2 separate regions of the Sus scrofa genome follow, and region 2 is linked to region 1. A link is a contact called in public HiChIP or PLAC-seq data. All regions are on one chromosome and are shown on one strand. Each heading gives the region's core, a stretch centred on a gene start, on an enhancer-like site or on the middle of the called end of the contact. The rest is flanking DNA. Distances are from core to core; before and after follow the strand shown. Region 1 holds the start of EXOC7 (exocyst complex component 7). Region 2 holds the start of MRPL38 (39S ribosomal protein L38, mitochondrial).

Region 1 (4,740 bases), core at 1,998-4,497:
TATAACATAATTTAAATTATTAAAATGTAATGGAAAGGTCTATCTGTAATTCCTGAGATGGAGCTCTGAGTGCCCACCATGCGTGTCGTATACTCTATGTTTCTGTTCTATCTCTTACATTCTCCTTTAAGCTGATCCAGGGTCTCTCCTGAGACCATGGCAGGGACTGGTGTCCCCAAACCTGTCACATCACTCTGCTGGCCTCTTACCACTTTGTTGAGCTCTGGGCTGTCTGGGCTGTTGTCCTGGAAATACTCCACAGCCTTCTGAATCTTGGCCATGCTTCCCAGGTACTCCTCCAGCCTCCCTGTGGGGCTGGAAAGGAAAAGAGCTGGATCAGCCTGGGCAGGTGGAAGATGAAGAGGGAGGGCCCCAGGAATGATACCTGGACAGGGGAGAAGAGAATTCACCCAGGCGACCCAAGGTTCAAATACGTTCTACCCCCCCTTCCAAGGCCTGGGGTGGCTGGCCCGGAGGCGTTAGGCAGGTGACCCTCCGGCCCTGGCTCACCCCTCCCTGATGATCCTCTCAGTGTCACTGGCCACATGGTAGTAGCTAATGACGTGGTCCAGACAGGACAGCGTCTTCTCAACATTCTCCTGCAGCCGCTGCAGGTTCTCCGTCTGTTTGTGCACGGGGATGATGGAATTCTCCAGCTTCATGAGGCGACTCTCAAAGGACGACAGGATAGACACCTGCAGGGGGAGGGCAGCCCCGTGCTCGCAGACCGCCGGGTGGTCCCCAAGCCGCTTCTGCCACCCACCGGGTCTTTGGCATTTGCTGCCTTTTTCTACGGTTTTCTAGACAACCAGGCCCATGAGGGAAGGGACGGGGGACATCTCTTCCCCACTGAATCCCCAGCAGCTACCGCGTGCCCGGCACACAGGAGGTAGCCCACATCAATTAATGTGAAGGCAAGCCAGGCATGAAATTAATTCCTCCGCAGATAATCACTTCAGAATGCTTCTCGTCCACCCTCCGAAGCCAAAGCTCAATTTCTATTCTCTCTGGAGCGTTCTAGACTGAACAGGAAGTAGTTTCATACAGAGTAGCCTCAAATGCATTGCTGGTACCTTCCTAACCCTTTCTAAGGGTGAATCTCATTAAATAAGAACTAGCAGGAGTTCCCGTGATGGCGCAGTGGTTAACGAATCTGACTAGGAACCATGAGGTTGCGGGTTCGGTCCCTGCCTTGCTCAGTGGGTTAAGGATCCGGCGTTGCCATGAGCTGCGGTGTAGGTCGCAGATGAGGCTGGGATCTGGTGTGGCTGTGGCTGTGGCTGTGGGTAGGCCAGCAGCTGCAGCTCCGATTCGACCCCTAGCCTGGGAACCTCCATGTGCCACAGGAGCGGCCCTAGAAAAGACAAAAAGAAAAAAAGAAAGAACTAGCAGTTGCTGACTGTGTTACTAAACAGCCTATGTTTTTCCAGTCTCCTCTAGGAATAAGGAAGAAACTCATACTTATTGACACGTCCCTTTGCACTAGCTTCTGTGACCTTCAGAGCTATGGGAGGCTGGCATCATCTCTGTTTCAGCTGACAAGTTAACTGAGGATCAGAGTTACCTGTCAGCAAGCTATACGCGGACAAGTGGAGGGGCAAGGACTAGATCCCAGATCTGACTTCAGAGCTCATTTTACCCCTCAAGCCCTCTGGAGTGAAAGGTGAGTCAGTAATCTCAGAAGGGGTAACCTGCCACTCCTGGGCATCTATCCAGAGAAAACCATGACTCGAAAAGATACTTGTACTCCAATGTGCACTGCAGCACTATACACAATAACCAAGACATGGAAACAACCTAAATGTCCATGGACAGAGGAGTGGATAACGAAGATGTGGTACATATACACCATGGAATATTACTCAGCCGTTAAAAGGAAAGAAAGAACGGCATTTGCAACAACATGGATGGACCTAGAAATGATCATGCTACGTGAAGTGAGTCAGACAGTGAGACACCCACATCAAATGCTCTCACTTATGTGTGGAATCTAAAAAAAGCACACAATGAACTTCTTTGCAGAACAGATGCTGACTCGCAGACTTGGAAAAACTTACGGTTGCCAAAGGAGACAGGTTGGGGGTGGAGGGATGGGCTGGGGGTTTGGGATGGAAATGCTATAAAATTTGGTTGTGATGATCGTTGTACAACTATAAACGTAATAAAATTCACTGCGTTAAAAAAAAAAAAAAATGGAGTTCCCGTCGTGGCGCAGTGGTTAACGAATCCGACTAAGAACCAGGAGGTTGCGGGTTCGGTCCCTGCCCTTGCTCAGTGGGTTAACGATCCGGCGTTGCCGTGAGCTGTGGTGTAGGTTGCAGACGCGGCTCGGATCCCGCGTTGCTGTGGCTCTGGCGTAGGCCGGTGGCTACAGCTGCGATTGGACCCCTAGCCTGGGAACCTCCATATGCCGCGGGAGCGGCCCAAGAAATAGCAACAATAACAACAACAACAACAAAAACAAAAAGACAAAAGACAAAAAAAAAAAAAAAGAAGTGGTAACCTGGCCATCCTACCCTCACTTGAATTGAGGGTGACACATGGCCAGCATCCAACCCACTTAGGTCAGTCTCACTAAGTGTTTGCAGAGGAGAGAAGGAAGCATGGAGAACTTAGGCAGAGATCAGAAAGTCCAGGCCAGCGGGGACTGCAGCATCTGAGGCCAAGGGGCTGACAAGGGGTAAGAGACGTGCCACACTGCTGCGGGAGAAACCCACGCGTCACGGCTGTCACTACCCAGACCAGAACCCCAGCCCTTAGGTCCAGGCACGACCGGGTCGCAGGGTCTCCTCCAGCGCCTGGAAGCCCCCCCAGCTGAGGAGGGGTTACTCACCATGTTCTTGGTGAGCTGGTCGCTCTTCTCCAGACTGTCTCGGATGAAGGACAGCGTCTCCTCCTCCTGGGGGGAGCGCAAAGGAGGACATCACCAGAAGCCGGAGGCTAAAGGAGCTCACCGCTCCCGTGGTCTCGCCCCCTACTCAGTCTCCTGGCAGGGAGTGTCCCCTTCCCACTCCTGACGCCTCCCTGAGTGGATGCCTGGCCCGGATCTCGGCCCCTTCCCCTCCCCCGCCTCCCAGTGCCAGCCCCACCTGCTTCAGCTTGTCCTCGATCTCCCGCCGCCGGGCGGACGCCTCCTGCGGGGGGATCATGGCTTCGACTCTGCGACTCCCACTGCCCAGTACCTCGTCCCAGCTGACCCTCTCGGCTCCCGTTCCTGTCACACCTACTTCCGCCCGTGGCCCCGCCCCGGGGCGCGCTAGTGGTGCCATATTGGGAGTGGCAGGTGGAAGTGCGCCTGCGTAGAACTCAGTACAGCGGTCTGGAGTGGCCATCTTGAGTGTGGCAGGGAGGTGTGGCCTGGATTCTCCTAGGTGAAGGGATTGCTGTTCTCATCAGAGAAGGTTCTTGGGTGGTGTTTTGTCCTGTCGCTGGCAGAACAGTAACAGCTCACTTGGCCGTCTTCGGGGGAAGGTTTACGCCTTTCACAAAATCAATGACGAACTCCTTTCTCCAGATCGAAGTCTGAATCCAGGCACCAATGTCGCCTTTCCCACAAAACGCAGCACAGAGCTTGTCACACACTAGATACCCAATTGTGCCCATTTAATGAACCAAGGACCTGTGTAGTGTCCCTCTTTGGCCCTAAAAGCTCACGGAACAGGCCCAGTGTGCAAGTAACTAGGTTTTGCAGTGGATCCAGAGCATACGTACCTGCAGTAACCTTGAACCAGTCCCCTACCCTCTCCCAACCCCACCCCCGGCCACGCCCCCAAGCTGTATTTAGAGGAGACCCCGCCAAGGAGTTGAGACATTCCGGCAGCCGCAGGAACCAAGGCTTTCTGATTTCCTCCAAGGCCCGTGAGAAATGCTCCCCGTGTGTCTGAATGCATGCATGCCTCAGTCTCTCCCTAAGGACACCACCACCCTGGGCCCCAAGCCCTTAGACAGGTCTCAGATCTCTCAGGCTTCGCCTTGCACTGTTTGCAGACTTATAGTTCTCTACCCACAGCCTGGTCCTCACCAACCCCGCCAGTAAAACCACACAGCCCTCTCCAAAGCAGACACCCTGGCCGGGCTGGGTGGCTCACAAGTCAGGATTATGGTTTCAGATGCTGTTGGGGCCATGGGTGAGCACTCTGTCCCCGACCCCGAGCCTGGGAACCTCCATATACTGTGGGTGCGGCCCTAAAAAGACCAAAAGAAGAAAAATTAAATAAATAAATAAAAGAATGAAAAGACCAGTTTCGGTGATTCCCAGCCCAATGTCAGGCACATGCTGTTGGCAGTGGACACTGATTTGGTAAAAGCTGTGATTCCCTAACTATACTCAGCACAAGCTGCTTCAGCCAAAGGAGAAAGCGGTGTTTCAGCTGCAGCCTCGGTTGCTTGGCTTTCATTCCCAAACTTGTTCAGAGCACAAATGTGAGGGTCGCCTAGAGGCCCCAACTGCCCAACTCTCAGGGATGCTCTTTCTGGGGGGTGGGGGATAGGGAGGAAGCAAGAGCTTGCTCCCTTCACAGCCTGTTTTTTTTTGGGGGGGCGGCCCCTGCACCTGTAGCATATGGAGGTTCCCAGGCTAGGGGTCCAATCAGAGCTACAGCTGCTGGCCTACATCACAGCCACAGCAACGCAGGATCCCAGCCTCATCTGCGACTACACCACAGCTCACGGCAATGCCAGATCCTTAACCCACTGATCGAGGCCAGGGATTGAATTTGCGTCTTCATGGATGCTAGTCGG
Region 2 (4,143 bases), core at 1,438-3,937, 180 kb before region 1:
AGCGGAAATGAATCTGACTAGTATCCCAAACTAGGATGCAGGTTTGATCCCTGGCCTCGCTCAGTGGACTAAGGATCCGGCACTGCTGTGGCTGTGGCGTAGGCTGGCGGCTATAGCTCTGATTCGAGCCCTAGCCTGGGAACTTCCATTCGCCATGGGTGCGGCCCTAAAAAGAAAATAAAAAGAACAGACTTGTGGTTGCCAAGGGGGTGGGGGTAAGGAATGGGAGGAACTGGGTGGGAGTCTGGGGTTAGCAGAAGCAAAGCATTACATTGCGAATGGATAAACAAGAAGGTCTGGATAGATCATGATGGAAAAGCATATAAAAAACAAATGCAGGAGTTCCTGCTGTGGCTCAGTGGGTTAAGAACCTGACTAGTATCCATGTGGATGGGGGTTCAATACCCTTGCTCAGTGGGTTAAGGATCCGGCATTACCATGAGCTGTGGTGTAGGTCATAGACATGGCTTGCATCTGATGTTGCTGTGGCTGTGGTGTAGGCTGGCAGCTGTAGCTCCAATTGAACCCCTAGCTTGGGACCCTCCATATGCTGTGGGTGCGGCCCTAAAAAGCAAAAAAAAAAAAAAAAAAAAAACCAAAATAATCAAATTCTGAATCAGCAGGTGAGCATGGGGCTTGAGACTCTGCATTTCTCCCAAGCTCCCAGGTACTGCCCATGCTGCTGGTCTCAGAACACACTCTGAATAACAAGGCCCTAGAAAACTTTCAATCCAACACGTTTTCCCATTTACATTAGACAAAGACAATAAGAAACATACATTGAACTCTCAACAAGAATGACGTTAGTCTAAGAATTCCAATGAACTGCTTCCTTTCATCCTCACAGCAAATCTGTGACACACAGTCATATAGATATACAGATATAAGTTTTTTTATTTTAAGGCCAAACCAGCGGCATATGGAAGTTCCTGAATCAGGGACTGAATCCCAGCCAACAGCTGGAGCCTTCAACCCACTGCGACCAGGGATTGAACCTGTTCTTCAGCAGCAACCTGAGCAGCTGCTGTCGGATTCTTAACCTTTTTTTTTTTTGTCTTTTTGCTATTTCTTTGGGCCGCTCCAGCGGCATATGGAGGTTCCCAGGCTAGGGATTGAATCGGAGCTGTAGCCACCGGCCTACGCCAGAGCCACAGCAACTCGGGATCCGAGCCGCATCTGCAACCTACACCACAGCTCACGGCAACACCGGATCGTTAACTCACTGAGCAAGGGCAGGGATCGAACCCGCAACCTCATGGTTCCTAGTCGGATTCGTTAACCACTGCGCCACGACGGGAACTCCTGCTGTCGGATTCTTAACCCACTGCACCAAGGCGGGAACTCCAGCATAATCATTCATTTTATTAAAATTGTAAACTGAGGAAATTCAGCCTCAGGAAAGTCACTCCCAAGAGGCTGATTTTTGTTTAACAACTTTGTAGATTCCATGTGTGTGCCCTTAACCACACCATTAAAACTCCACCCATAAATGCCTAGCTTTTTTTTCAGTAGGACTGAATCCAGGGCATATGCAAGTTCCCAGGCTAGGGGTCTAGTCAGAGCTACAGCTGCAGCCTACACCACGGCTCACAGCAACACCAGATCCTACCCACTGAGCGAGGCCAGGGATGGAACCCGCGTCTTCATGGACACTAGTCGGGTTCGTTACCCCTGGGCCACAAGGGGAACTCCCATAAATGCCTTCTAAAAGGATGCACTCACTAAGTGTAGGTCCCTCAAAGGCAGGAATCCTGGGTCATTTTGCCCAGGGCTTTTAGTTTAATTCAGCAAAGTATTGCACACCTACGTGCCAAGCACTGTGCGCGTGCAAGATCCATGGCGGTCATGTGTGGCCGGGACTACACGAAGAGTGCACAGAAGGGCACTCTAATCTGGAATGGGTGGGGGGGTGAGGGGGCTGCTCAGGAAAGCATTTTAGGAGTAGAAATATCTAAGGGGAACTCTCACATTCTGACGGAAGGGAATTTTCCAGATACAAGGACCAGAGGGTGTGAAAAATCCTGGAGGGACTAAACCACCCCAGTGCGGACGGGAATGCGGGCAGGCCCCCTCCCCCGAGTCCCCGGAAGGCGGGGTCACAGCCCAGCTCCTCCCCGCACCTGACTCCTCCCCGAAATGCTCCCGGTAGGTCCGCCACCAATGCGGCTTCCGCGCCTCCTGCTCCGCCCGGCGCCGGTAGCGGTCGAAGCTGCGGTACTTCTTCAGTCGCTCTAGGTCGCTCACATCGATGTCCTCGTTGGGCATCGGCCCCAGCGGAGCGGCCCGGCGGCTCAGGGCGGCTGCGGACAGAGAGCGGGACGTCAGGCAGGCTCCGGGCCGGCCTCGCGGAGGCGGGAGGCGAACGCGGGCTCAAGCCCCAGGGTTCAGCTCTTCGGGGACCTGCAAGAGCCCTCACCTGAGGTGCTGAAGCCCCGCCACCGCCGACTTGCGCACAGCGCGGCTCGCCACCAGGGCGCCGCCATCTTCGCTCAGGCCGCCGCCGCCGCCGCCGCCGCCGCCGCCGCCCGCAGGACCCGGCAGAGGTGGCCGGAGCCGCGCCTGAGCGCACGGCGCAGGCCCCGCCCCGAGCCCTAAAGCCCCGCCCCGAGCCCTAAAGCCCCGCCCCCACTCAAGCCCCAAGACCTTCCCGGAATCCACGAGCTCCTGCCTCCAGGCCAGAGCTGGCCGTCGCCCAGGGCGGGCGGCCTCCGGAAGTGCCCGGTGGGCGGCGGGGCGGAGCTGCGAGCGGTGTGGGCCCCCGGCTCGCAGCCTGCCACCAGGGGGAGGTACAGACTTGGGGCCGTCGGCGGGCTTCCGCCTCCACTCGAGAGGTTGGCGCTCTGTGGGGCCCTGGGTCCTGCTCATAAGGGTCACCCATCCTTAAAGGCGGCGGCATCCTGAGCTCCCAGTTGGTGTGGCAGCACAGGCAGGAGGAGGTGCGAGGATGCATTCAGGAGTCCGCCTGCTTGGGTTCAAATCCCAGATTGTGTGTGACCTCGTTTGGAAAAAAAATGCGAGTGCTAACAGTGTTTCCCTCCTAGTGTGGTTTAAAGGGGGTAGATGGGGAGTTCCCATTGTGGCTTAGTGGGTTAAGAACCCTACTAGTATCCATGAGGATGTGGGTTCAAACCCTGGCCTCACTCAGTGGGTTAAGGATCCGGCCTTGCCACGTGCTGCAGAGGCTTAGGTCCCAGATGGGGCTGGTGGTGTGGCTGTGGCTGTGGTGTAGGCTGGCAGTTGAAGCTCCTATTCTATCCCCTCTCGGGGAAACCCGTATGCCACAGGTGTGGCCTTAAAAAGAAAAGAAAGAGGAGTTCCTGTCGTGGCCCAGCGGAAACAAATCTGACCAGGAACCACGAGGTTGTGGGTTCAATCCCTGGCCTCGCTCAGTGGATTAAGGATCCGGCATTGCCGCGAGCTGTGGTATAGGTCACAGATGTGGCTTGGATCCTGCGTTTCTATCATCCACACAGAAGTGACCTGGTCAAGACAGTGTTTCTGCCTAAATCGTTTCAGAGCTGCATGGCTCTCCTGATCCAGTTCTAACAAGATAAAACTTGATACCCCAGGTGATCTGGCCCCACTTCTGCTCTGGCCCCTCTGTCCTGGAACTCAACCCAATTCTTTGTAAGCAGGCAAGGGCTCATGTGCCCAAGGTGCCAAAAGCCAAACTCTGATGGTGGGTTTGCAACAAGGTAAAAGTATTGTCACACCGAGCAAGGGAGTGGAAGACAAGCCTCAGATTCACTTTAACTTTTTTTTTTTTTGACCACCATGTGCAGCAGCTTGATGTGGGATCTCAGTTCCCAAACCAGGGATGGAACCCGGGCCATAGCCATGGAAGTGCCAAGTCCTAACTACTAGGGAACTCCCTCACCTTGCTTTGAGTTATTATTGTTTTTTAGGGCTGCACCAGGGGCATATGGAGGTTCCCAGGCTAGGGGTCAGATCAGAGCTACAGCTGGTAGCCTATACCACAGCCACAGCAACGCAGATCCTTAACCCCCTGAACAAGGCCAGGGATTTAACCCATGTTCTCGTGGATTCTAGTTGGGTTTGTTACCATCGAGAACTGCGTTTTTTTTTAAATTTTTTTTAAGGGACGAACAAAGAAGCTGGGGTTAATCATTGCCTTGTGACCTG

The links. HiChIP or PLAC-seq counts read pairs in DNA pulled down with a chosen protein or histone mark.
Region 2: a contact with region 1 is called in an H3K27ac HiChIP or PLAC-seq map of alveolar macrophages. The contact joins the promoter of MRPL38 here to the promoter of EXOC7 in region 1. A contact is called at or near these places in 1 of 5 promoter capture datasets (fetal liver), 2 of 47 Hi-C or Micro-C datasets (epiblast stem cells and liver) and 2 of 2 datasets of contacts at active chromatin or transcription factors (alveolar macrophages and skeletal muscle).

Annotation. Positions count from the first base shown.
Region 1 is chr12:5,330,002-5,334,741 of Sscrofa11.1, reverse strand. It overlaps EXOC7 (exocyst complex component 7), which reads right to left and starts at 3,247. Exons shown (of 20, transcript XM_003357964.4): 1 at 3,090-3,247; 2 at 2,834-2,899; 3 at 511-695; 4 at 210-315. The coding sequence starts at 3,149.
Region 2 is chr12:5,512,964-5,517,106 of Sscrofa11.1, reverse strand. It overlaps MRPL38 (39S ribosomal protein L38, mitochondrial), which reads right to left and starts at 2,687. Exons shown (of 9, transcript XM_003131188.4): 1 at 2,417-2,687; 2 at 2,121-2,300. The coding sequence starts at 2,483.